Linked DNA regions of Mus musculus: regions 1, 2 and 3 are each linked to region 4. Evidence: chromatin contacts called from public Hi-C and HiChIP or PLAC-seq data. All regions are on one chromosome and are shown on one strand. The core of a region is the stretch at or near the end of the contact, and the rest is flanking DNA. Distances in the headings are between cores, read along the strand shown. Region 1 overlaps Thsd4 (thrombospondin, type I, domain containing 4). Region 2 holds the start of 2010001M07Rik (a long non-coding RNA gene). Region 3 overlaps Thsd4 (thrombospondin, type I, domain containing 4). Region 4 holds the start of 9230112J17Rik (RIKEN cDNA 9230112J17 gene).

The links. Hi-C and Micro-C count contacts between places; a contact is called where the count stands out from the background. HiChIP or PLAC-seq counts read pairs in DNA pulled down with a chosen protein or histone mark.
Region 1: a Hi-C map of the G1E-ER4 cell line shows a contact between it and region 4, with 4 times the contacts expected there. The contact joins the enhancer-like site here to the promoter of 9230112J17Rik in region 4. A contact is called at or near these places in 3 of 39 promoter capture datasets (embryonic stem cells, hippocampal neurons and stem cell-derived epiblast-like cells), 1 of 15 datasets of contacts at CTCF or cohesin (the G1E-ER4 cell line), 4 of 484 Hi-C or Micro-C datasets (all in the G1E-ER4 cell line) and 4 of 115 datasets of contacts at active chromatin or transcription factors (the 3134 cell line, astrocytes, bone marrow-derived dendritic cells and 1 more).
Region 2: a contact with region 4 is called in a GR HiChIP or PLAC-seq map of the 3134 cell line, with 16 times the contacts expected there. The contact joins the promoter of 2010001M07Rik here to the promoter of 9230112J17Rik in region 4. A contact is called at or near these places in 1 of 115 datasets of contacts at active chromatin or transcription factors (the 3134 cell line) and 1 of 9 other capture datasets (embryonic stem cells).
Region 3: a contact with region 4 is called in a Hi-C map of the G1E-ER4 cell line, with 2.9 times the contacts expected there. The contact joins the enhancer-like site here to the promoter of 9230112J17Rik in region 4. A contact is called at or near these places in 1 of 15 datasets of contacts at CTCF or cohesin (the NIH/3T3 cell line), 2 of 484 Hi-C or Micro-C datasets (the G1E-ER4 cell line and the NIH/3T3 cell line) and 3 of 115 datasets of contacts at active chromatin or transcription factors (astrocytes, embryonic stem cells and pancreatic cancer cells).

The regions. Positions count from the first base shown.
Region 1 is chr9:60,405,775-60,410,800 of GRCm38.p6, reverse strand. All of the region lies in intron 4 of Thsd4 (thrombospondin, type I, domain containing 4), which reads left to right. Among named protein-coding and RNA genes, the nearest start is that of 2010001M07Rik, 74 kb to the right of the region's middle. Within about 2 kb of position 3,265, at least 48 of the 459 cell types and tissues checked have an H3K27ac peak or open chromatin away from gene starts, as enhancers often do. A contact at or near this core is called in the G1E-ER4 cell line and pancreatic cancer cells, where this site is marked.
Region 2 is chr9:60,330,294-60,335,911 of GRCm38.p6, reverse strand. 2010001M07Rik (a long non-coding RNA gene) reads right to left here and starts at 1,803. Exons shown (of 2, transcript XR_003948171.1): 1 at 1,593-1,803; 2 at 944-1,129. All of the region lies in intron 6 of Thsd4 (thrombospondin, type I, domain containing 4), which reads left to right.
Region 3 is chr9:60,365,052-60,370,368 of GRCm38.p6, reverse strand. All of the region lies in intron 6 of Thsd4 (thrombospondin, type I, domain containing 4), which reads left to right. Among named protein-coding and RNA genes, the nearest start is that of 2010001M07Rik, 34 kb to the right of the region's middle. Within about 2 kb of position 1,723, at least 4 of the 459 cell types and tissues checked have an H3K27ac peak or open chromatin away from gene starts, as enhancers often do. A contact at or near this core is called in the G1E-ER4 cell line, where this site is marked.
Region 4 is chr9:60,543,849-60,549,069 of GRCm38.p6, reverse strand. 9230112J17Rik (RIKEN cDNA 9230112J17 gene) reads left to right here and starts at 3,188. Exons shown (of 4, transcript NR_040464.1): 1 at 3,188-3,344. It also overlaps the pseudogene Gm17853.

The sequences.
Region 1 (5,026 bases), core at 2,016-4,515, 140 kb after region 4:
GTATTCATAGCCCCCCCTGGTAGCCCCAGGCTTCTCAGGTCCTCGATTTCTTTTGACCCTGACAGACTGTCTTCTGCACACTTATTTCCATGAACAACAAGAAGCAGAACAATTGCCGCAGAGGGACAGTTTACTCTGCATGGGAGCCGGGATAACCCTTTTCTCCCACTGCCAATGATATCAGCCCTAGCCTCTGGAGTCTCTAAATGCTTACCTATCTGTCTTATCTGGAAAAGGGTCTTCACAGAAGTGGTTAAGTTAAGCATCTTGGGATGGGGAGATGATCCTGGGTTAGCCAGGTAGTCTTCTTATTTTCAATTTTAAAATTAATTTTAAGTCAGCATAAAAAGCAATGGGTTTCATTATGACATTTTCATACATACATGTCAATTGCCTCTGACCATAGCAGAGTGGGATCTATTATGATGCAGATGTCACATTTAAGTGGAATAAGGGAACAGCAAGAGGGAGGTAAGAACGAAAGGGGAGGACAGTGAGGGGAGGGACTTAAATGCAGTCGCGAGTGTCCTTATAATGGGCAGATAGGGATATCATAAGCAGACAGAGGACAAGGCCATGTGGAGGCAGAATAGAAGTTAAGGGGGATGCTCCTGACTGCTGAAGGGATGTGGTCACAAGCTAAGAGGGCTGCTGGCATCACCAGGAAATGGAAGAGATTTTTAAAAAAATTAAAAGGCTAGTTATGGGTTACAGAGTGGTAGAGATGTATTATAGAAAATGTGTTTTTAGTATTTTGTTGCTGTGTGGACATTGTAGAGTCTATTATACAAACCAAGATGGCTATGTCAGTCGGTGATAGAATCCTACATAACCACTGTTGTGTGTCCTATCTGAAGACACCATGGGACACAGGATTATAGGCCAAAGGGATCAAGGTCTCGTGAACACTTGGCTTTCAGTGAGCAGTGCTGACTTTAAACATCATGTCCGGGGCTATGAGGGTATTCACTGACTCTATGGGAGTTTGACAGAGTGACTGAGGAAGCTACCTCCCCATCCGAGGCTCTGACTCAACTTCACAGTGTTCATGTGTAGAGCATCTACATTGCTCTCCCTTCTCTATAGCATGATAAGCATTTCATGCTTAGATAGACAAATGATAGTTCCTAAGTCCTGGAGTGTGAATGTGTGCGTGTGTGCTTATGTTCAAGGGCATTAGTTAGTATGTGTGTAGTGGGGGCAGTGCCTGCAAAGGCCTGAAGACAACCTTAGTTGTGGTTCCTCAGGTGCAATCTACTATATTTCATTGTGACAAAATCTCATTAAGCTGGAGCTTGCCAAGTATGGCTAGTCTGTCTGGCCAGCAAGCCCTTTATCTCCACTTTCTCAACATTAGGATTACAAACACTATGCCTTTTGGAGGCAGTGGGGGGTGTTATTTGTTTGTTGGTTTGTTTTTAATATGGTTCTTGGGCTCAGATCTAGGTCCTTGAGCTTGTAAGATGAGCATATTACTATCTGAGCTATATCACCAATCCAGAGAGCCCCTGTTCTTAACTACTGAGATTCTCTCCCTGTCCCCTGACTAGCTGCCTTCCAACACAGAATATTTTCTTCAGCCTCTCATGAGCCTGTCCTTGTAGAAGCATCTGGTCCTCATGGGCTGTGTGGATGCTGCAGCAATGGGCAGACAATGTCCCTTTTCCTCAATGAACATAGCACATAGTCCATCATCTTCCAGTGTGAAGGTGGCATTTAAAACTTGTACCAGTTGCAGTTGCTTTTGCTCCTTAAGAGCTTATCAATTATCCATTCAGTGGCATTCATTAATATCATAAATGATGTCTGCACACACAGAGTAACCAGCATAGCAGACTGTTTAATGTCACATAACATCAGTTTTCTCATTTAAAAAAAATGAGACAAGCTATTTCTCTATTTGTATGATGGTTAAGTGGTGGTAACATGAAACACTAGCAGGTGTTTGGCATGACAGCTATTTTCATATATTATTTAAATATACTATGTTGAATATGTTTAGAGATCAGATAAAACTCTAGGAATAACTTCTGCATCTTTTGCTTATATCTCTTATAGTAAGAAATATAGCCTTAAGTTTAAGAAATTCCTTTAATGCAAAGAAACTGCATTATTATGTGTGATTTTTTCCCCCATATTTCTAATGAAGAAAAAGATGAAGTGATCTATGGTAATTTGACACATAGGAAGTGGTGTAAGGAACTCAGAGATGGCTCAGTTGGTGAAGTGCTTGCCTTGCAAGCATGAGGTTTTGGGTCCATCCTCAGGATCCATGGGAAAATACTAGGTGTGGTGGGCAACACTGGTCATGAATGACTGGGGTGCAGGGCCAGGAGGATCTCTGAGGATTGCGGTGAGCCGGCTTAGCCTGGCAGTCCTGGGGCAGAAAGAGAGCCTGACTGAAAGGAACAAAGGAGGAAGAGGGGGAGGAAGAGCAGGAGGAGGAGCAGGAGGAGGAGGAGCAAGGGGAGGAGGGGGAAAAGGAAGAAGAGGAGGGGAGGAGGAAGAACAAGAGGAGGAGGGGTAGGAGAAAGAAAAGGAGCAAGAGGAAGAGGGGAAGGAGCCAGAGGAAGGGAGAGGAGGAAGCAAGAGGAGGAGCAAGAGGAACAGAAGCAAGAGAAGAGGAGGAAGAGAGGAAGAGGAGGAAGAGGAAGAGGGGAAGTAGGAGCATGAGGAGGAGGAGCCAGAAGAGCGATACTTAGGTGATGTTTGTCCTCTGACCTCCACATACATAAACACACATGTGTACCTGTACACACACACACACACACACACACACACACACACAGAGAGAGAGAGAGAGAGAGAGAGAGAGAGAGAGAGAGAGATACAAATTCAGAGGCATCCAGAATCCAAGCATATTTATGCTATGAGCCCATCTCATAAAAGATGCTCAGAAACCATAATTCATGTTAGAATCATTATCATTGTTGTGTTAATGAATTCAGCAGAACTTGCAGAAAAATCAATCTTAAGATTTTTGTTTTTTGGGTTTTTTTTTTTCCCAGCCTATAGAGGATCAGCCACTGGGGCAAGGGGCACTGTGAGAGGCCCCAGGGGAGAGGGGTTAGGAGCCAGTATTCACTCAGCATCTGCTCTGGCCAGGCCCTTTGCCCTACAGGTAATCCCATTCAGTTCCCCTTAAACCCCTGTAGTCCCAAGAGCCACCGGGGCTCAGATTACAGCCCACATTGGCAGCAGCTTGGACTCCCAAGAGGGCTTCTCTTACTCATACTGGAGGAATGAATGCATTCACTGTTCTTTTATGCAAAGCCATTCCTCAGCCCTCAGTGCCATGTTTGGCAGTCAGCCTCTGTTGTGGTCCCCACATGGAGGAGGTCACAGGCTCTGTCTTTAACCTTCAGTGCAGTGAAGTCTTCATGGGGACCACTACTAGGGAGTAGCCACTGCAGCCACACCTTGAGCTCAGCACTTTCTGGGAGTGATTTCACTGAGTCTATACAATAGCCAGATGTAGTAGGCATGCTGGATAGAAGAGCTGTCCAGGGACTTGTCCATGGTTACACAGGTCACAGAGGGGCCGGCAGGCAAAGATGCTGATAGAAGATCTGGGCTCTTTCTACATCCCATGTAACACCTATATGCCAGTCAAACCCTTACCCCCATGCTTAGCAGAACATAGAGCATGGAAACCAGCTTTGCTCGAATGTCTTAGACATCTACTGGTTTATTTCTTGCTTTTGAAAATCATGAAGGTATCTCTTCCTCTGATCTAAGTCATTTCCCCATTAGGAGGGCACACCCCCTGCACTCTCAGGCACCCTTGTGCAGTGAGTAACTACACATAATAAATAAAGATGGCCCTAAGTGCCATCTTTACTGTTTGACCATTGATTGTTCTGCTGTATGGGGACTGGTTTCCTCTAATGTCTGTTTGCTTGTCCTTGTTCCTTCTTTTTGTGTCCCTTTGAATAACAGGCCTGGGTCACTCAGGTACACAGCCCCTGTGAGCAGCGTGTGACTTGCTCTTAGGGACACGGCTGATTTTGCATATGATTCTGAAGACAAGGCCTGGGGTCAGCGTCTCCCCCGGGGCTGATTCCCAAGAGGACTGGGTCTGTTCTGAAGGCCGCTGCTTCAGCCTATTTCAGAGGGTGGTAGTGTGAGGGCACCACCCTATGAACTTCATCCATGTAGGAAGCAGTAGATGGGCCAAGGATGAGGTCTTCTTAAAGCTGGGCTTCCTTATGCCGGGGCTGCAGAGATGCTCAGCAGTAAGGAGTGCTTGTTGCTCTTCCCGGGGGACCTTAGTTGAGCTCTCAGCATCCCTATTCAGTGGCTCACAACTGTCTGTAGCTCCAGCTCCAGGGTATCCAGTGCCCTTTTCTATCCTTTACAGGCAGCAACACACTTGTGCCATGCACACGTATACAAAGGCAAGCATACATGCACATAAATATAAATAAAATCTTACAACAGAAAAATAAGCTGGGAGTCACTCCAAAGCTGCCTGTCATCCATCTACCTGGATCTCTTCGTTCCTGACTTGTGGGACCATCCCCCGGTGTACCTATAACAGCTTCCTTTTACCTTTAGTGAGATGCCCCCATCACCTGCAGAGAGCACTGGGAGGAGGGAGTCCCTTCCATCAGGCAGCCTCAGAGTACGCCTTTCAGTGGCCTCTCACTCTGTCATTTACCCCTTACCTCAGCCATGGGGAACAGAGGCAGGTCTGATCAGACCCTCAGCGTGGCTTTGCTACACAGTAGTCAGCCAGGAAAGCTGTGGTTTTCATCATCTGAATGTTTACTTCACCGAGTGGCCGGAGGTTTTGCTTCTTATCTTTTGTAGACACCAAATAATTTATTGCCGAGACCCACCCTGGCAGGCGCTACAGTCTTCTGAACTTCTAAAAGGTCATCTGCACTCAACCCAAACCACTTGCTCAAAGCCTCTTTGAACTCTGGCTGCACATGATATTTCCCCCCCCCCCTTTGGCAGGGGGTGGGGAAGAAACTGGGAGCTTCAGGGAAAATAAGGCCCGTCCAGCCCTCAGCCACAAACG
Region 2 (5,618 bases), core at 554-3,053, 210 kb after region 4:
ACATCCCCAGGTGTCACTCATCTACCCTGGGATTTGCTCCTGGTTCTTAGACTCCAGATGCAGTCAGTGGCCCAGCCTTTGTGTTAGATTTTTCAGGAAGTGAGGACAGCGCTCAGACCTGCTGCTTCACAGCAGAAAGTTCCTGGGAGTCACCACAGGATACTTCTACCCACATTCCACTGGCCATACTGGCCTCCTCTGGCCACACCTAACTTCAAGGAAGTCATAGAAGGGGAACGCCACTGGCTCAGCCCAGAGTTCTATTTTTATGAAAGATACTGTGTTTGGGAAGCCATCCAGCGTTCTCTGGCATGCATGTATTACCGAACAGCTCCTAGAACCTGACCTATCCCAAGAAAAAATTTAAACTCATTAGAGAGGTGCTGTACCTCAGACTCGCTGTAGTCTTGGACTCCTAAAACTCTGAGATTCACGTGAGGCATTGGCTGATTTTCTTTCCATCTTGGCCGTCCGTCTGACTGCCAAGTCATTCTCTTACACTTATAAATGATGACTCTAGTGTCCTATGCTGATGTCACACTTCTGTTGTGTGCATATGCACGCTACCGTCAGTCTAGCCCACCCACCATCCTCCCAGTCTCTCCAAGCCAAATGCTAAGGAACTGCCTTTGCTTCTCATCTCTGTGCTTCGATCCATCAGCAACCCTGACCCCTTGTCCTGGACGTGGCCTGTTTCTGTCCTCTTTCTCCCCATCTAGGATACCATCCTCTCCGTGTTCTCCATGCAGCTCAGTGGGCACTTGGCATTTCCTTCAGCCCCGTTCTGTCCTTCCTGATATATGGCCGAGACAATCCACAATTATTTGCTCCCATGACCTCTGTTCAGAACTAAATTATAATAAACCCCTCCATTTTATATATTTGAGCCCAAATTTCCAGTTTCTCAGAATATAAATGTAAATGCAAGTAGGACCAAAAGAGAGAGATTTAAATCGAGTTTATTAAGGTGGGAACTAATTCAGCCTGGCCGGTGATCTTATGAAGAGACTGGTACATGCAGAGAGGAGATGAGCTCCAGGGAAACGACAGAGGAAAGACGAGCCTGAGGTGAGGTGGTCAAGGAAACAGCCTTGCCAGTGCCACGCCCATGCACAGCTCCCTCCTGGAACTATAAGAAAACGTGTTTTTGTATTCGGTTCTGGAGAGGCCTTTGCAAACTAACAGTCTTCCATGGAATGGGTTACCTCTACCCTCTCCCTCTCCCTCTCCCTCTCCCTCTCCCTCTCCCTCTCCCTCTCCCTCTCCCTCTCCCTCTCCCTCTCCCTCTCCCTCTCCCTCCATCCCTTCCTCCATCCCTCTCTCTCCATCTCCCCTCCCTCTTCCTTCCCCCTCCCTCTCTCTCCCTTTTTCCCTCTCCCTCCCTCTTCCTCACCCTTTCCCTCCCTCCTACTCCATCCCTCTCCCACCCCCTCACAAGGCCTTCCTATGCTTGCTGTTCCTGCTTCTTGCAATAATCTGATGCCAGCTCCCTCCTTACCATTCAGATCCCCCACAAATGCTCTCACGGCCTTATTTTATTTCTGAGCCCTACAGAAATCAGCTTAGAAGAGAAAGAGTTTATTCTAACTCACAATTCCAGGTGTATAGTCCATCACCATGGGGAAGTCACAGTGAGGAACTTGAGACAGATGGTCTTGTCATATCCACAGTCAAGAGCAAAGAAAAAGGATACATACTTAGTACTCAGCCAGCTCCCTCTACTCTCACACAGTCCAGGGCCCTAAACCCAGGAGTGGTGCCACCCATTTTCAAGCTGGGTCTTTCCAGATCTGTTGAGACACTCAAGAAGAAATGCCCCACTGAGACTTTGATCCCAGGTGATAGTATGTTCTGTCCAGTTGGTAGTTAAAAGGAACCGCCATAATAGCCTTACACTCTGTCACACTTCCTGCTTTGATACCTGGAATTGTAGTTCCACTAAGGCAGCCAGTTTTTATCTCATCCCATTCCTTGCTATGTCTCCAAAGTGTTAGGACAGCATCTAGCACCTGCTGGAACCTCGTGGGAAGCCCTTGGAATGAAACAGTCAGTGGATGAGAATGTCAGTTGCAATATATGTATTCCTGCTGCTTTGTGAGGAAGGCTAAGGCTGCCCTTGGGAACAGTTTCTTAGGGAAATTGTGGCATCCTTGACTTCCCAACTTTCCAGGCTTAGCGCCTCCCCAATGCAGCTAAACACCGTCTCTGTGTCTCCTGTAACAGTCTCTCTCCACTTTAGCAGATTGGCACTGGTTGAGTGGCTCTTATCTGCTTGTTACCAGGATCCCAAACTTTTTACATTTGCATATTCATAATGAGTTATCTTGGGAATGGGACTCAAGTCTAAACATGAAAGTTGTTTGTGTTTCATTTACACCTTCTGGCCTGAGGGTATTTTTAAACCATATTTTTAATACTCTTGTGTTTTGACAACAGTCTGTCCCAGAGGCCAGGTATAGAATTTTCCACTTGGATTTCAGAGTTTTGAGCTAGGGGTGTCCAGGCTTTACTGACACCAACTCTGTTGGCTGTCACACTGCCACCGCAGTGTCATTGTTGGAATCCATGGTTTCTGTCAGGTAGGCAGAAAACAGCACAGATTGGTTGCCACCAATCAAAGCAAATAAAAGCCATCATTTAAACCTGTCCCATTTTCTCAGCACACATGGCAAAGTGTGTGGAAGATTTCACTAGAGTGTGTATGAGTGTGTGTGTGTGTGTGTGTGTGTGTGTGTGCCTGTGCATGTGTGTGCATTACTCTATACAAAGGCGCTTTGAGCACAGATGTTCTAGAAGCCCTTAGACGTCTTTCTTGGTGCCTAAGAAGTGGTTGCCGAGCCACCACAGGTTTTCTTAGCACGCTGAGTATGGCTGACTGAGAAGTCAGACTGAGCTTTCTTTTTTATCTCTTTTTGTTTTAGGCTGGACTCACATGTCTAGGCTTAGGCTTGATAACTCTGATTTTGATCGGTTATTATAAGAAAAAAAATTCTATTTTTAGTATTTTGCAAGAACCAAGTAGCTATGTTTCCAGCCTCAGACAAACCATACCTATATCATAATCTTGTCTATGTTACAAGAGTGACCACCATGTAGTTATAGTGTACCAAGTATGTTATTTATTCTGAATGATAAATATACCTCCTATGAGAGTGTTAAAATTGACACAGTAGACTCAAATGATCTCTTTTAAGCCTATTTCAAAAAACAGATGCAATGTTTGAAGTCTTACTTTTAAAGATATTAGAACATAAAGGTATACTATTCATTGAATGGGGAGGGGGTGAGTGTGCATGCTTTGGCACATGGGTGGCTGTCACAGAACAACCGTGAAATCAGTTCTCTCCTTCTACCATTGAATTTAGGTTGTTGGGTTTGGCAATAAATGCTTTTAGCCAATGGTCCATCCCCAGCGCTGATCACCTAGAATTGTGCACCCTCTGTGCGAGCTCATTCTTGGAGACAGCTGATCTCCCTCTGTCAGCCTCCATTGATCAGGCTCTTCAGCCCTGTAGAATTTCCACTATCTATGCTGTCACATCAACTGGTATTGCTTCTTGCCAGTCTTGTTCAGGTATCCCTATTGTTGATTATTTGTAGGTACATTTTCCTGTCATTCCTAAGGGCTCTCTAACAGCAGGCATCCTGGGACCCGTCTCTTAATCTCGCCATTCCCTCTTCTGGGATAGTTCCTGAGCCATAGGTGGTACATTGCACTGAAAATGTATCAATTAGGGTTGGGCACCTCATGGAGAGTTAGTCTCTGCATTCTGACTGGACATGTATCTCTGGTGGTCTCCACCAGGCTGGGCTGGTGCACAGGCTATGGGACGGAAGCCAGACCTGGAAGTTAGGGATGGCACCCAAGGGTCTGGATTTCATTTTTTTTTTTTTTTATGGTATCAGGGTAAAGAGCAGATAGATCCAGGAGCCAGCCAAGCCTCTGTTTGATGCCTTGACTAGCAGAAACTTCTGTCATCGCTGGACTGCCTTCTTCTGATCTAGCAAGAGTGGTTCTGTAAAACTGGCCAAGGAGACATGAGAGAAGCCTAGTACTATTTCTGCCAAATAGTTTCTGCCACTCCTTTTTTTGCTGTGTCAAGCTCCTGTGGGTCTATGGGTGTGACTTAGAATTGTTTTGTGTGGTTTCTCAAGCTTTGCTGAGCTCAATTATCACCTCATGGACTTGTCAGTCATGTTCTCTCCTAGACCGGCTACTGAGTGGGCTGTTCACTCTTTCTCACTAGTTGTCTGAATTATGCATTAAATATTTAGAGCTTAAACAGAGAAATGATAGCCATGCCAAAGGATGAGGCGAGGAATGGGGACCTTTGAAATCACTTTACAGGACCAAGACTAGATGTTATTGGCTTCTCTCACATGAGCCCTCCTTTGTGAGTAATGATTGTCCCAGTAATGAGCTGGAGACTCACACTAGCTGATCTCCACATTCCTCTCCGGGATGGAATGTGTGTCAGGAAGCTAGGTGTTGTTGGGAGTGTGATGCAGTGATGGTAACACAGTGGAGGGTACATGGTTTGAACCAGATGGAATGTGTGTCAGGAAGCTAGGTGTTGTTGGGAGTGTGATGCAGTGGTGGTAACACAGTGGAGGGTACATGGTTTGAACCAGGGCTGGCAGCACAGAGTTTGCAAATGAGTCCTTCTCATAGGCTGTGACTTATGTGATCTTACCTCTGAAGAATTTTGGTTTTCTCATTCATAAAATAGCCTAGTAGCCACTATATTTAACTGAACTACAGGGGACTATATGCCCTAATCCAAGGCTCTTATTAAAAGGGTTCTTGCTCATTGAGTTTGAGTAGAGTTAGCCAAAGAGGGCTTAAATAAAGAGCTGGATATGTCTTTTGTAGTGATCAGAGTGCATGTGTCCTGGAAAATAGGCATTTTACCTGCTTGCCTAGGACACGCCCTATCTGGCCTGAGATAACCTGCTTGTATGGACTTCCTTTCCTATTGCTATGCAGATGACATCCTGACCTGATCTCCTCTGTACCAGTCCTTCACTTAGGAGCCACAGCTCCCTCCCTGCTTTTTATTTATTTATTTATTTATTTATTTATTTATTTATTTATTTATTTATACAGAGGGTCTCACTCTATAGCTCAGGTTAGTCTTGAACTCACAACCCTTCTTCCTGAGCCTCCCTAGTGCCAGGATTACAAGTGTATACCCCCTTGCCGAGCTTACAGATTACTTCTCACAGGTGGCATTTACTCAGTTCTACTCAGGTGCCTCTCTTCCTGTTTTGACCAACTTTCTGCATTTAGGATGACTTCGGCTTATTACCGATGTTACGGGTTGTCTCGAGTGTCCAAATGCATGCTCAGAAGGGACTTTACTTATGACAACAAAAATCTGCAAGCACAGTGTACACTCCTGATCACCAAACCGCCTCTCCACTTTGTATTAAATGCCCTTCCCTTATTTACACCTTTAGACCTTGCTTTCTTCTACATTTAAAATTTCATTTACATGAAATTTGTTTTTATATTACTATTCATTGTGCATGTAATTGTTATGTTTCTCTTTTCTTTTTAAGGCAGGGTCTCACTGTGTCTCTTTGACTGGTCTAGAATTCACTATGTAGACCAGGTC
Region 3 (5,317 bases), core at 474-2,973, 180 kb after region 4:
GGATTGTAGCAAATTAAAATGTTTTCTCTACTAAGCAGTGAAGGAAGAGGCAACCCACAGTTGGGGGAAGTTATTTGCAAATTTTGCTTGAAGTCAGAGCTCATGTCAGCTTATATGAGGAACTCAAATGAACCAACAGCATGAAAGCTATTCCTATTTAAAATAGACAGAAGGCCAACACAGGCATTTCTCTAGGACATACAAAAGGCCAACAGATGTATCATAAAACGCCCAACATCACTGAATACCAGGGAATGCAAATTAGAATTTCAAGGTGGCTTGCCTCACATCTGTCAGATGGCTATTAGCTCAGAGTCTGGCTGCTGGCCTGACATTTACAGGGGATGCTAAGGTTCTGAACTCCAAATACCAAACTCAAGTGGTGAGCGCTATACCCACTGAGCCTCTGGGAAGGCTTTTCAATACCATTGGAAGATGGTTGGAATTGTGCTCTAGATTGGAGCTGGTGGTCTTCCATCCTTCTTGCTTTGTGCATTCCTAATGACTGTATGAATGGGTCTCCTTACATGTGGATAGCATGATGCTGTGTGGCTCCCTTGTATCTACAGTCATTATGTGTCTGTGACACTGGTTGCACAGTGTCCATTTGCACATGGGCCTACGGTGCTACTTTCTGTGTAAGAGGATGGCCTCTGGGCTGAGTGGTATCAAAGGGAGTTCATGATGATTCTTTCCTCTTTTCTGAGAGCCTTACTCCTACTCCATAGATCAGCTCTCCACCTCCCTTCCCCACTTAGAATTATAAATGTGGAATGTTCTAGAACATGTCTGCTGCTTGCCTCTATACTGTTCTGGCTAGCTGGAGAGGAAGGTGAGTGCAGGATGGGGCCTGTTTTGCCCAACTTTCTAAGTCACATTACTGGGAAGTTTAGGATAGGAAAAAGGGAAAGTTGCTGAAGAGGGGAAATTGTCCCTGCTCTGTGGTATTCTGGAAGGTGCAGCTGATTCTTGTTCAAGCTTTTTTTTTTTCCTGGCACCTGAACCAGTGTCATTCTGGGTAATTAGTGAAAAGTAGCCTGAGGGAGTGTTTCAACATCTAATAAGCAGATTAGTTTCAATATAAATAATCCTGAGGATCTGAAATCAAGCATAGAACTTAAGCCCATTGCAAAATATTAAACAGCGAGTCCCAAGCCTGTTGTTTCCCTCTCAGGGTTCTGCAAGGACTGCTCCACACAGGGCTGATGTCATACTCCACAGTAGGTCCATTCTGCAGCCATGGGGAGCTCTTGAGGGTTGCATGGTCTAGCCAGGTTGTAGAGGGAAAAAATGGATTCAACAAAAGGTTATGGGCATAGGGGACATGGCTCAATCCGTAAAGTGATTGCCTTGCGATCATGAGGACCTGAGTTCAGATTCCCAGAACCTGCATAAATCCAAGAGCTGTGGCATATGCCTCTAATCTCATCACTGCTAGATGGGAGGTAGAAACAGGAGCATCCCCGAAAGCTCACAGGCTAACCTGACTGCTTGGCAGCCTTACACTGTTGAGAGATACTGTTGAAACCAAAAGGTAGAAGGTGTCTGAGGACTGACACCGGAGGTTGCTCTCTAACCTCTTGAAGTGCCATACCCACAATTCTGCGTGCACGTGCACACGCACACACAGAGAAAAACATTGCGTAAGCACAGCCTCCCAGCCTGAGAGGAGTCTTGTGCCTCAGGGGCCACCAAGGGATCTCTCCCCTCCTTCAACGAAGCTGTGACTGAGTCATTTTCTTTAAAAAACAAACAAATGTGTTTGTACATGAAGGGCTGTCAAGACTTCTCCAGGAAATCCTGGGGCTCTTTTTAAATCTCGTGTAGCACTGTCTTTTCACCCTCCCGAGGCCCTAAGCTTGTAGGTTGGAAGAGGGCTCTGAGAAGGAGTGGCCGGACCCTTTCTCGAACCTTGTGTGGATGCCGAGAAATGCCTGTCTGGCCAGCAATGAGGGGATTTTGTAATGAGGCGGTTTACAACTAGAATTTGACCAACAGATAGGCAGTGTGGGTTTAAATGGTAAAATCAGCTCTCCTTTACCTACTTATCAAAAACATTCTCTCCCACTGACATGATCCATCCCTCAAACCTGTTAAATAGCGCCCATCCCCATCTCCGTTTCTCAGAAATTGCAGAGAATGTTTCGGGATTCAGTAGGACGTGCTTCTAAAGTATTAGAGGGGGAAATCCCACGTATCTCTGTAGTCCAAGGCAGAAGAGAGGGAGTGTTCCTGCCCCCACCTGGGTGAAGTTGGCCTCTGTGCATGCTTATCTTAGCCTTACAGTTTGCCCTGGAGTGATTATTTATGGCCTGGCTACCCTTTGCAGCCCAGCTGAGCTAAGGCCCACGTTTCCCCACTCAGATCTTTTAAAGCAGCCAACTTTTCATCCTGGATTCCCCTTTTGTAAGGCTGTAAACATTTCTCCTCCCTTCAACTGATTGCTGGAGTATGGTATGTGCTGTGTGTTTAGCATGTGGGCTGTTCTCTTTAGCATATAGGGCATTCCTTATAGGTGCCAGCTTCGATTGAGCATGGCTGATAAGTTAGGCTCACGGAGTGTCAGGGACTGATTACAGATGTCTTGCTGAACGTGGAAGGCTCGAATAATAGCACACCTGCTGCATCTTCAGTTCTGTGGCTTTTCAAGTCATGCTTGCAAAGCTAAGCATGTTGACCTCACTAAGGCTTGAAAATTTGGGATTAACCTATATGCCTTATTGGTTCCTTATTATATCCCAGAGATGGGATTCTTTTTATTTTTGTATTTTGGGGAGACAAAGTCTTCTTGTATCCCAAGCTGGCCTTGCACCCTTTCTGTAGTTGAGGGTCACCTTGAACTTCTGACTTTCCTGCTTCTGTCTGCAGTAGTGCAGGAATTGTAGGTATGTGTGCAGCAGCATGCCCAGTTTGTGCAGTGCTAGGGATGGAAGCTAGAGTTTAATGTATGCTAAGTTAGCACTTGCTAAGCAAGCAAGCTACATCCTCAGCTACAGGGATGCGATTTTTAATATGTTCATAATATTAACCAGGTAATGCCTTAGGTATCATTGCAAATGTCTATAATAAACTTCTGATTTTTTAAAAATCAGTGGAGGTGGAAGGGTAGTGCAAATGAATAAGAACATACACCATTTATACATTGCCTAACATGGGCTCATAATCTAAATGAAAATAAAAATCCAACAATATGGATCAGACAGCAAGAAGACTTATGAAGACTGATGGTCAGAGACAGAGCTCCTTTCTCAGTACACTTGTGTGCTTGCTTGTGAGTGTGTGTGTGTGTGTGTAAAAGCATGCTCATTTGTAGGAGTATGAAATGTCTGTGCATGTATATGTATGTGGAGGTCTAAGTCAAACTTGCATATTGTTTCTCAGTCAATGTCCACCTTGTTTGCTGAGATAGGCTCTCTCATTGGCCTGGAGCTCACAAAAAATGGTCTAGGCTAGCTCTAAGCTTGGGTCTGTAATCTGCCTGGCTCCATGCCCGCAGCACTGCGATTACAAGCATTCACTACCACCATACCTGATTCTAGGGCTCAAAGAGAGCTCTTTACGCTTATACGACTAAATCATCTCCCTTCTCCCACTGAGCACAATATTTTAACTTCTGAAATTTACGATGGGGACAGTGGATCTAAAGGAACAAAATCAAGGTAGTTGAAAACACCATGCCAGCTCCAGCAAACACGCTTTCTTCTGCCTCTGTTTATACTTCCTGTCTGCATCTGAGGCTCTATCCACCGTAGCAAAACAAAACGATCGAACAGCCATGATTTGTATGTGGGCTGCTCTGCTTCCAAAACCAGCTGTCATCAGCCACAGCCTGGAGAGCACTGCCGTCAGATTCTGAAATCACACAAATCATCACCATCTCTTAGCTGCGAAGCCTAGGCTTTGCCCCCAAGCAACTATTGGAGGTCCTATAAACCCAAGCACTTTGTAGCAGATATTAGGCAGGGATATGTGTTTCTCTGATGTTGGTAATTGTGACACGTTACCAAGAGCTACAATTCACAGCCAATTTTTGTTAAATCTGAGAGGCATTCTAAGATTTTTCACTTTCTCCCCATTCTGTGACGCCACTACCTCAGCTGGATCACTCTTGGCCACTGGCAGTGTCCTTTGATCTCCAGCAGCCTCTCTGAATTCAGAGTGTTTTTCTGGTCTTTGGGGACAAAGATGAGACTGAGACTGAGGCTATAGTTCCCCTCCACACTAAGCAGTTGCTCTACTTCATCCCATTGCCTGCACCCCACTGCCTGCATCCCATGCCTTCATCCCATTGCCTGCGTCCCATTTCCTGCATCCCATTGCCTGCATCCCATTGCAAGCATGCCATTGCCTACATCCCATTGCCTATATCCCAGTGCTCCCATCAGTGGGTAGGGTCTGGTTTTCAGTGTGTATTCTTTCATTTCCTCCTAGCATGGTATATAAATACCACCACCGCCACCACCACTGTTGCTCACCATCTACCATTACTTTTGTGAACAGACATGCTTATCCATGTTTAAATGCTTCAGAAATAAAGTCAAGAAGGGCTGGGATGTAGCTCAGATGTTGAGGCCTTGCCCACCATGCATAAAACCTTGGGCTTTGATTCCCCAGCACTGTGTAAACTGAACATGGCAGCACATGCCTTTAGCCCCAAGACTCAAGGAGGTAGAGGCAGAAGCACCTGGAAGGATCTCCTTGTTCAATAAGGAACATAGGTCCATCCCAAATTTCAAGATCAAGTTCCAGGCCAGCATGGAGTTCAGAAGACCCTATCTCAAAAAGCAAAACAAAAACAAACAACTCAAAACAACAACAAGAACAACAGCATAAAACCCAAATGAGTTCAAATAAAATACATATCATTTTGTATTAAAGAAAACAAGAAAACCAGCAAAAGCCATACTCTCAATTCTAAAATTTGAACTCAAAACTTAACAGTTGCTAATGTTTCAGCATTGACTAACAACCTGGAAGTCCAGAACTTGTAACTGCTACAAGACATCAAGGAAAGTTTGGAGACTAGAAGCCCCACTTTGCCTGTGGTTGGTCTGTGTCTCTGACATCCTGCTGGTTTGCTCTTTCTTTGTGGGGCCAGGCTGAGGAGAGTGTATTGTCTGGGGTAGGAGCTGACCTTGGGAAAGCATCAGGTACCTCCTAAGGGGTTGAGGAGGCCCAGGGTATGCTTGGTTAGGCAGCTCCAAGAAGGCACCCACAACTAAGTCCTCATCACAATAGAACAGCAGGAAACCAGCAGTGCTGCCTAGGAGTTCACAGGTAATCTAAGAACTTGGTTCCTGCACTTCCCTCAGGCAGC
Region 4 (5,221 bases), core at 1,939-4,438:
GGTATCCCTGAGCCATTGATAGTATCCACTCGGGTTCTCGCCATGGTTTCCCAGGTACATGGGTATGGGCAGACACTCAAAATGCACTAAGGTATCTGACCTGCTGTCCCTCTTAAGGTCTCATCTGAATTCTGATGGATAACATCTTTCAGATTCTCAACTTTCCTGATTTGTTCCTATGCACACACTCCCTATTATTCCAGGTCCTCAAGTTTCTGCTCTCTGCATTGCTGCCCATAAACTCCAGGCATGGGCAGGGTGAGGGATACTCCTTCCATATTTCCACTCAATTGACTCGGGATCTTTCATGAAATCCTTGCCAAACATGGTCATAAAAACTGCTGCCTCTGACCATTGAAACAATTGAACACACCATCCACAATTGCCTGCTTGTCTGTCCCAACCTGCTCTGCTGCTTTGTGGAGAATTTCTGCATCTTTCATAGAATTGGAGTTGGTGGCTGGCCACATTGTCCCCTGGGTGACCTGGGTCATTGCAGTGGACTGCTTAGGGTAAGTAGGATAAGTAGTCCCCCAGGATTACTGAGAAGGTATCTGTCCTTCAGGAAAGCCACCTGTCCTGGGGCTTGGCCTGCTCCATCACCATAAGACATAGGCATAAAAGCCTGCTCCACCACCAGGTGGGGCACCAGTTCCTTGTGCTGCCGGATAGGCGGCAGCTCCCCCTGGCTGCATGGTTAGCCTGGAGCTGGATAACCTCCAAGTGCAGCCCAGTTTCTAGCTCCTGGTAATTGCCACTGAGATTGCTGGTGGGATATGGCTACTGACTGGGATGGAAAAAATGACTTCTGACCTGTAGGGGGCGATCCTGGGAAAGGTGAGCAGCCTGCTGGGGAGATGGCCTGGGCATGGCATTCCGAACCTGAAAATAGCATCATCTCTACCTTAATTTTCAACACAGGGTCTTTCCCTGGACCTGGACCTTGCCTGGCTTATTTTTTACATAGGTGCTGAGGATAAACTCAGGACTTCAAGCCCAGCAAACACTTTATCTACCTACGGATAAAGTAGACGAAACCGTGCTCCAGCCCGGAAGCTGGTTCATCTAATGGTTCCCATCTAGGCTGTGAAGTTGGGCCAACTCCACACGCTTTTCCTACAGTCATTATTCCTAAGCTTTACTTTTCTCTTGCGGCCTGGAAGGGAAAGCATCCCTTAGCCTGCTCCAGAAGTCACCTGAAGACACTTCCGCAAGCTAAAGCACCAGCGAGTGAACACTCTAAGAAGGCTTTCTCCCGGTGAGAGGCTGGAGGTAGTGGGTAGCCCCTCCCTCAACAGCCAAAGCTGAGGTACATCTCACAGCGTGCTAGAGGGTCCTCAGGTGCCCACCGCCCTAACTACCCCTCAACATACTCTTTGTCAACCGTCCTTCTACAGATCAGCACTCTCCCCCAGAGTCAAACTGCTACCATCTTCAAGAGTTCTGCTGTGCCTGCTGGCGAAAGGTCACAGCTGACACAGCTGGACCTGTTGTCTGTTCTCCTTCCCTCACCGAAGGTGGGAAGGCAGGCAGGGGATCATGGAACCCTTACCTGCGTATTCAGCCACCCTGGGCAACCAGTTACCCGAAAATCTGCCCTATTGCTTATGGCTTCAAGGTAGAAGTGGGAGGGACTAGATCAGTGGTCCTCAACCTTTCTTATGTTGCATCTCCTTGTGTTGTGGTGACACCGCCCCCCTGCCATAAAGTTATTTTTATTGCTACTTCATAACTGTGATTTTACTGTTATGAATCATAATGTAAATATCTGATATGCAGGATTGACCCCGGTGAAGGGCCATTTGGCCTTCAAAGGAATCAAGACCCACAGATTGAGAACCACTGGACTAGAGAATACAGGTGGGGAAGGACGAGGGGGCAGGGCTCCATCTATGTAGTCACGGGGAACCTGTCCTCACAGCTGGGTGCCACAGACCTTCCAGTGAGACCTGCCCATAACCCTCTCATGGGTTAATACTCTTGGGTTCCCCTGGGGAACTTTGGTGAACTGTATCTTGGTTTGTTGTCAGGACCTCAGGAGGAGGGGCAGATGCTGTTTACGTCTCTCCCAGGGAAGGACTTTTAATAATCATTTCACCTCCGCAGTCTCTCGGGCCCTCGTGAACGGAGTTCTCCAAGGTTGATTGGTTGAATTCCTGACTGAGGAGAGCCAGAACATAGTAGGTTTGTACCCAAAGGATCTTAGCTATTGTTAGACTCCTTAAATCCACGCGTGACCCGCCTCTGTGTTTTCCTAACACCCTTTGCCTTAGGTAAATCTTTTTCTGGGGCTCTAGGAGATGTACAAGCAGACCTCTATCTCCCACCAACCCAAAGGCTAGGATTCATCCAAGAGCATCCGAGACCCATTACAGACACTCCCCTGCTTTTCTGTAACCCATCTATGACATTTTTCATGACTTTTTTTTTCATGACATTCTTTGTCCTGTTCCTGTAAATACTTAATTATTTTGTCACCACATTGGACCATGGCACTGAAATAATCTGATTTAGTTTCTCAGTCACTATCACTCACATTTGGCTTCAGAATTTACCCCACCTTGTTTCCTTTGAGGTGAGAGCTGTGTTCTATACAGACACCTATGTAAACTTTATCTACTGAAGGTCTTATCTCAGGATTTGACCCAGACAGACACCTTCCTTATCTGCCCTACCAGCTGACCTGGATATACCCAGTAGTCATAAGGGAAGAGGAAGCCAGCTTCCCTCTAGACATAGACTAGATTATATCTCAGAATACTACAAGGTACAGCCTTTCCAGCGCCTTATCAAGTGCCCCTAGTCTCTCTGCGGTCAACATGTGCAGTGTGTGTGTGTGTGGGGGGGGGGGGTGGATGTGAAAATGAGGCTCATCTGAGCATGAGAAGCACCTGGCCACCTGACCATAAGGATTCCATGCGAGTCTCTGTTAGCCAGGAAGGTCTATGTAAGAACTAGGTCAGTTCTTCTTCATCAAACACCTGGCAGAGCCTCCCTCTGAATGGAAGTTCAGCCAGAATTAAGACTCTTTTTCTATTGTTAACATCTATCAAATTTTAAATGATCTAAGATAATTTTTAAGCGTAGCCGGGCTCATATTTCATACTCAGATAGATGCAGCTTGAACAGTGCTAGGCACATGATTCAGCAATTTCCCAGGGATCTTTGCTTCTCTTCTCGCAGGGATGGATTAGAAATAACCACCAGTAGTGACTCCAGAGGAGCTGGCCGTCTGCAGAGGCTGGAATGTCTTGACTACAGCTGCTGACCTGTTGCTGTACACTGCCGGTCCCCCGTGATGTCAGCCCCAGGTGGTCTTGCTTCTTCTCCAGCTCCTGAAGAAGGTAAGAACCCTCTGAGCTCCCAGGCAAGTTCCTAGGGGCAAAATAGCCTCAAATAGGAGCTCCAGAGTCACCAGAAATACAGGTTTACTCCCCAATCCCAGAACACACCCCCTTTCCCTGCAGAACACTGTTTACCCACGCCCACACCCCGGAAGCAGGGAAGCCTGTGAGTTACCTGATAAGGCTTCTGAGGGCAGAGGAGCACGCGGAAGTCCATGCCCTCTTTCCTCTCAACTCCTTCCTTTGCAATCCTTTAATGGTAGATCCACATAGCAAGACCCACAGCCAATGGCGGTGCCCTATGCACCCCTTCTGAGCCCCACCATGTTGCCTTAAAGAAACACGCCCGGAAATGGAGTTTCTTGAACGGTTCCTGGATACTTTCCAGAGGAACCCTGGCAACATGTACAAATGCCTTTTTATTTTCCAAATAAACATTAACAAATACTTTCTGCCTTTCTTTAGCACCGGGACCAGGTTTGATGAGCATTCAGGTGACAGTTTTCTGGGTTTGGGGGTGGGTAAACAGAAAGGATCGTCACATGTCATTTCTGTGGGTACTATGAATGTAGGGACGAGATCTTAGCGTTTTCTTCCAAATGAAGGAGTTTTAAGCTGGGGGTGGGGTGGGGTGATGGTGGTGGGGAATCTCCATGGAAGAGAACAAAGGAAGAAAGAGATAGATGAAGGTGTTGGGCCTTAAAAGTGAAGATCATTTAATTTGTTCCCAAACTGCAGCACATTCAAGTGTGACAGGGAGCCATAGTTGGTAAGGAGCCTGGGAGATCATCTGAAGAGCATGATTGCATTGAACAAACAGGGCATGTGGTTATGCTAACATCAGAATTAGTCTACTGAGCAGGCTGCTGGTCGTTTCTGCTATTTGTGAAGCCCTGACACAAAATTTATGACAGAAGGAGCTAGGGGTCAGGCAGTCACCTGGACACAGCCCAGGGTGTGAAGCCCTTCACTGGGAGCCCATTGTGACCGGAACTTTCTGGAACTTGTCTTTTGTGGCTAGCCATGGTCCACCTCATTCTCCTCGCCTTTATCCTTCCATGGGGTTGAGGGAGGGATGAAGATGGCAAAACAGAGATGTGCACATGCTAACCAAGTGTCCACGAAGACTTGAACATTTAATACAGTCATCAAAATAATCATTGTTTCAGTTGTTGAACTAGAGTTACAGTTCTGTGGTAAACATGCTGTCTTCTTCTTCATGTGATATTAAACTAACCAGGAGCCATATAATCTCCCCTTGTAATTTACTTAAAAACTAAAACAAATGGGGATCCATACAGCTCCAGCTAGCCTCAGACTCTCTATATAAGCAAGGGCGACCTCAGACTTCTGACCCTCTGGCCTCTGTGCCAGGATCCCAGTGTGCACCACTGTGGCCCATTTATGTGGTGCTAGCCACAGAACCCAAGGCTTTGCACATGGTAAGCAAGCACGCTGCCAACTGAGCTACATGCCTAGCTCCTTAGCTTCCTACCCAGGCCCCTTATTCTACGTCTTTCTATGTCTTCTGGGATCTTCATCCATATGTACAATAAAACACATAAAAATGTTATCTCTTAGTCCCAAATGATGGGCCATTTCAACAGGTAACCAGAAGAACGAACCTAAATGGAGTGCCTTCGAGGTCACCCTCCCTTTTTGACTCTCTAACCCTGCGTAACCTGGGCTTCTCCCAACACCACCCCTTCCTGGTTTAAACCAAACTGATTTAATCTGAGTCAGGGAGGTTTATTCAGGTTCAGATGAACAAGGCCCTGCTGCTTGCCAGAGATCTCTGAGAACCAAGTGGAAGTTGGTTTAAAACCAGTTTAAATTGGTTCCAAGCAAGTCAGACCCAACCTCCCAAGATCCAGCTT